Linked DNA regions of Mus musculus: region 2 is linked to region 1. The links are chromatin contacts, called in public HiChIP or PLAC-seq maps. All regions are on one chromosome and are shown on one strand. Each heading gives the region's core, a stretch centred on a gene start, on an enhancer-like site or on the middle of the called end of the contact. The rest is flanking DNA. Distances are from core to core; before and after follow the strand shown.

Region 1 (2,851 bases), core at 123-2,622:
TCTATATTTTGGAATAGTTTTTTAAGAGAACTGGTGTTAATTCGTAGAGTATTTGGCAGAACTCAGCCGCGGCACTGGTCCGTCTTAGGATTTCTTTGGTTAGCAGTTTTTACATTAACTTCCATCTTTTTGTGCTACTCTGTTGAGATTCCCTGTTCCTTCTTGATTCTGTCTCCCTGTTTGCCTTTCAGCCTTGGGGTCCTCTGTTCCTAAGTACTTCCTGTTGTTCCTAAGTACTTCCTGTTGCTGACCTGGTTTTGTGGTTTAGTTACAATTATAGAAATCTTCCTAAAGCAGCTCTAGTGGTGAGATTCAGCATTTGTTTGTTTGTGAAAGTATCTATTTTTCCTATCTTGAAAGTCTTTGCTATATTGCTCATGGTTAGCCTTTCCTTTTCCCCTCTTTTTCTGGTTATTCTTTTAGCACCATGAATATAAAGCCTTATCATTTTAGCCTGAAAAAATAAAATCAACAAATACTGTGGACCCTTTCTCATAAGCAACATCTTTTCATGGCCGGAGCCTCCAGCAGATTGTTTTATTGGGGCTATATGGGCTTCTCTTTAGATTTGTATTATTTTTAAAGCCTTTGACTCGCTAGCATTAGTCTTCTGTTTTCTTCTCCAGGTTTAGATAGTTTTCCTCTACTGTTTCTTTGAGTAAGGTTTCTGTTCCCTTTGTCCCATTCCCTTCCTGTTTCTGCAGTAATGTCCACTGTGCAGTGTCCTTTATCACTGTCCCCTACATTCCCACTGCAGTAATGTCCACTGTGCAGTGTCCTTTATCACTGCCCCCTACATTCCCACTAGAGTAATGTCTCCTGTGCAGTGTTCTTTATCACTGTCTCTACATCCTTGCACCTGTCTTCAGCCATCTGGTCTACCTTGCCTTTTATGCATCCTGCTAGACTATTCTGGTTCCTCATCTCACACCCTCCTCTTCTTCCCTTGATCTGTGGAATCCATGGCCTGAGTGATTTTTATTCTGCGCCTGCGATCTCTGCCTGATATCTGTTCAATTTTTTATTTCCCCTCTACTTTCAAAGTCTGCCTTTTATATATTACCTCTTTGTCTCTGAATGACTGAGGTTTTATCTGAAGTAAATAATGTGACTTCATTCAATAAAACCAGGTTTTAGTACAGCTATTCTCAGCCTGTGAGTTGTGGCCCCTTTGGAGAGAGTCTAGTGTCCTTTCACAGGGTTTCTGGCTATGGTTGGGTGGCCACAGCATTGGGAAAGTTGAGGCCCACTGCTGTAGAGGCTCAGCATTCCTTCATCTGGAGCACATTTCACTGTGTTCCTTTATGTTGGGTCTCTGGTCCTGTAGAATTATGTATATGTTTAACCAGGCCAACATGTCTGGTGCCTCTCCAATCTTTGTGTTTGCCCAGAGCTGTTCCCTCAGTGGCCCCCAGGAGACCGCTGTGCTTCATGGCCTCTCAAAGAAAGACTGAAATGAGTTTTTTTGAGATACATCTGGGAAAGCTTGCATAGTTCAATATCTGTCTTGATTTCTTCTGTTCTCGTGGAGAAGATGAGTGTTAGATTTGATTTTCACTTCCTCAGTAAAGATGGGGAGAAGTTCTATGTTAAATGCCTTCAGGCTCATTCAGGATGACACACCCTCTTTGGGAACAACCCTGGAAGAATGCCCCCATTGAATGTTATTTATTTGCTCTCTAGAGTCCTCTTTGCCTTCAAAGCACGGTGACTTAACACCCAGTACCGTCAAGGATGAACACGAAGCTTGGAATCTTATATTTGTCATAGAAACCATTCATTTCTGAGAGGAAATGCTGGGCATTCCAGCTGTGCAGGGGGCACCCTTTCCAGCTGTGCTGTTGGCAGCCTTTCCAGCTGTGCTGTTGGCAACCTTTCCAGCTGTGCTGTTGGCACCCTTTCCAGCTGTGCTGTTGGCACCCTTTCCAGCTGTGCTGTTGGCACCCTTTCCAGTTTTGCTGGGGGTACCCTTTGCTGCTGTGCAGGGGGCACCCTTTCCAGCTGTGCTGTTGGCACCCTTTCCAGCTGTGCTGTTGGCACCCTCTCCAGCTGTGCTGGGGGCACCCTTTCCACACTTTTGAGCTGTGCTGTTTGCACGTGAGCTTGGTCTTCCTGTCTGCTTAGATTTTTTATTTGCCCAGGGTACACTCTTGTCAGTTGGTCCCTGGCTTTCTCTAAGAGGGAATTGGTCTCTCTGTAGGTAGATGCTTGTCAAGTGTGTGGAGTAGAGAGAGAAATAAGTCTGAAACCTCGTGCTCCATCATCTTACAGACCTTCCTAACATATTAGTGTTAAAACTAAGAGAAGTGATTACCTACATCTGAAGCATTTTCTATGTAGGATATTTGCCTGCTAAGGAAGTTATGACTATTATTCCAGCTATTGTAAATCAATCACTAGTGTTTTAGGGAAGTACTAATAAAATAATAATTATGGGGGAACATATCTCTATGAGTTGTCATGGTATTGGGAAACATGATTAATTTACAATAAAATTAAAATATATTATAACATTAAAATGCATGTGAAGATTAATGCATTTATAATATAAAAATCCATTAACTAATTTATGCCAATAATATCAAGTGATTGTGTAAATTGTCACTACTCATATAAAATTGGAGACATTTTAAATAATGTCTATTTAAATAACTATTTAAAAATCAATTACACTTGAGTGGTAATGTTGGTCAGAAAGTCTTGAGCACATTTCCCAAGGACTTGCTGGATCAATGTGGGCAGCATCCTGTTTATTCACAGTGCTTTGTAATTATATTGTTGCTTTGCCATTGGATTCTCATTTGTTTAATGAGAAAACATATTGGATTGACTATATTTCATTATCTGATCC
Region 2 (2,851 bases), core at 178-2,677, 450 kb after region 1:
TCAGAAAGCCTGCTAAAAAAAAGTAAAACCAAAGACAAATGAAGAATTTAATATACAGCTTTACAAATGACCTAGTTTTTTCCTGGCAACCTCTAAGGAGGTAGATATTTTGTTGTTTTAAGTTTTGATTTTATTTATTTATTATGTTTTAATTAGCATGCAAAGTAACAGGTTTCCCTGTGGTATTTTATAACACTTAGTTTGGGCTCATTTCCCTCACACACTCTCCCTTTCTATCATCTCCCTGGCCCAGTCTCCCACCTCATACCCTAATCCTAATTTTATACTTAAGAAAAATAAGTCTTCATTCTAGAGGAAAACAGGGCACAACAGAACCTGGATTTTAAAACTACACACTAACTCCGCTGCAAATGCTTTCAACCCATGGCTACAATGGCTTAAGAGAAGTCATGTTGCCAGGGTTGAGACAGAAGGAGGGGCACACTTGTCAGGGAAAGGCAAAGGAGGGTGTGGCCCACAGAGGTCACCTCCATCTTATTGTGTTTACTGTAATTCCAGGGTAACCGTAATGAAGGGTTTGTATGTGCTGGGTGCTTGTTTCTGTGTTCATCATGCTCTCAACTCTCACAAGAACCTTACTGACTGGTAGCGTGGACCCCGCTATCTAGAAGAGGAGCCTGAGGCTGGGAGAAGGTCAGTGTGGACCCTTCCAAGTTATAAAACTCCATGGCTAGGGTTGGGGGATAGCCACAATCCATCCAGCCCCAGCCCCAGAGAGGACCCACAACCATTACACTAAGCACACACCTCGCCAAGAGCTCTGCTAAGCATTTCAGCTAGGATGGGATGCAGGTGAGCCTGAAAGTGAAAATATTCAATAAACTGAGTTTTAGATTTTGTCCTAAAGGCACGGGAGCCGCGGAAGGACTTTAAACTGACACATCTACACAATGAGATGTGTGTTAGAAAGACTCTTGCTTAGCTCTCTCAGATGTTCAGCAAAGATTTGCTTAGGACACTGCTTGGGTAGTAATGGGGCACAAAGCATGTAGCTGAGGACAGTGTGTGTATGTATGTATGTATGTGTGTGTGTGTGTGTGTGTGTGTGTGTGGTATGTTCCCAGAAGAATCACAGCAAAGCACTGAGGGGCAGGGAGAAATATAAAAGGAGAGAATGTGCCAAAATGGTGGCAGTCAACAAGCAGGAAAGAGCTGGTAGGCTACAGAGAGGCTCAGAGTGTGGCTAACTCATCAAAAAAATAGTGTTGTGGTGGGAAAGACAGGGTGGGTTTGCAGCTGTGGCTCTCCCAAGTACATGCGTCTTGAGAAGACACATTTTGATAGGTGGCTGGAACACTGGCTCTCAGCCCAGCAACTATCCACCTGAGTGCCTACTGTATACAACAGCTCCTGCAGCCCTTGGATACCACTCACGCACACACCTCCCCCGCTGACACTGGGTTATGAGTCATGCTGTAATCGGTTTCGGTGGCTTCCCTCCCTGCCCGGAGTGCTGTGATCTAACCAAGGACCTGCAAATGTCCAGCATAGGACGAACAAAGAAACTCCACGTTTGGATTTCTTCTGGAGACAGGAAATCTCCATGACTACAGCAGTGATGAGCGCTGATTGTTTTTCTCTGAGAAAATGAAAATGAAATGAATAGACGCTAATGTAGAAACGTATCACCCTCTGTCACAGAAAAAAAAAAAACCCACCCTCAAAGAAGAAGAAAGGGCTGGCAAATGCCATGAGCCTGTCAGGAAGCCTAAGCAACGGTGGTTGATGCAGAGAAAAGCATATTAAAGGGAACACACTGCTAGCTGTAAATAGAAATATAATCATAATGACAGTCTTGAAGCATCCCCTTGAACAGCAGATGGTCTCTGGACAGTGGGCAGGGAGATCATGTAACTACTTTTCCTGTAACTTTTAAGAAATATCATGTTATATAAAGCATAGGCAAACAGGTATCGGCAAGACTGGTGTAACTCCTGGATTACTGTAACCTCTAACTGATTTCCTGGGAGAGACCCTTAGATGAGAGCCATGTGGCTGGCAATGTTGAGCCTAGGTGAAAAACTCTGATCCTGTATAGGATCCCTTACTAACCACAGTGGCTAAGTACAATGTTTAACATCTTAGCCTAGGGGTTTCCTTCTACAAACCTAAGAAATGCAGCGTGTGGGACACAAGGCTGCCTGCAAACAACAGCAAGAACTACTTTTTGTTCTTCAAGTGTTACTGTTCTTGTTATCTGAGTCCCATTCTGCCATTAACCATGATTTTAGTGTCAAGACACCTGGTTTCCTATGAGGGTATGGAAGAAGAGTTCTCCATACCCAGGGTTCCTCATCCAGCTCGCAAGGCAAGAGAGGCTGGAGCACCTGCTTAGAGTCCCAGAGTGGTGGCCACAGGTGGCATCCTTTGGAGAGGGAATTGTCATGTGTTTGTAGAAGCCTTGCAGGGAGGAAATACACATTTTTCCCCCTGGGGTCTTGAAGTCATCTAGCATAAACTTGTTCTTCATGCTTGGTCTTCATGTTCCCCTGGCTTATAGGTGGTAGTGAGATTTTGTGAAGGAACATGTGGGGGGCAGGGCATGCCCATAAAAGAAGGTGGCCCTATCTATGAATCAGGCCCTCCTTTGGTTCTTTGGACCTCACCAGAATCCATGTAGTATTAAAGGACTTGATTATCCAATGAAATCTGGTGTCTTAGTCAGGGTTTCTATTCCTGCACAAACATGATCAAGAAGCAAGTTGGAGAGGAAAGGGTTTATTCAGCTTACACATTGCTATTCATCACCAAAGGAAGTCAGGACTGGAACTCAAGCAGGTCAGGAAGCAGGAGCTGATGCAGAGGCCATAGAGGGATGTTACTTACTGGT

What was found. HiChIP or PLAC-seq counts read pairs in DNA pulled down with a chosen protein or histone mark.
Region 2: a contact with region 1 is called in a FOXA1 HiChIP or PLAC-seq map of pancreatic cancer cells. The contact joins two enhancer-like sites.

The regions. Positions count from the first base shown.
Region 1 is chr19:57,821,944-57,824,794 of GRCm38.p6, forward strand. All of the region lies in intron 26 of Atrnl1 (attractin like 1), which reads left to right. Among named protein-coding and RNA genes, the nearest start is that of Gm52385, 100 kb to the right of the region's middle. Within about 2 kb of position 1,373, at least 16 of the 459 cell types and tissues checked have an H3K27ac peak or open chromatin away from gene starts, as enhancers often do. A contact at or near this core is called in pancreatic cancer cells, where this site is marked.
Region 2 is chr19:58,274,069-58,276,919 of GRCm38.p6, forward strand. All of the region lies in intron 6 of Gfra1 (glial cell line derived neurotrophic factor family receptor alpha 1), which reads right to left. Among named protein-coding and RNA genes, the nearest start is that of Gm46650, 19 kb to the right of the region's middle. Within about 2 kb of position 1,428, at least 12 of the 459 cell types and tissues checked have an H3K27ac peak or open chromatin away from gene starts, as enhancers often do. A contact at or near this core is called in pancreatic cancer cells, where this site is marked.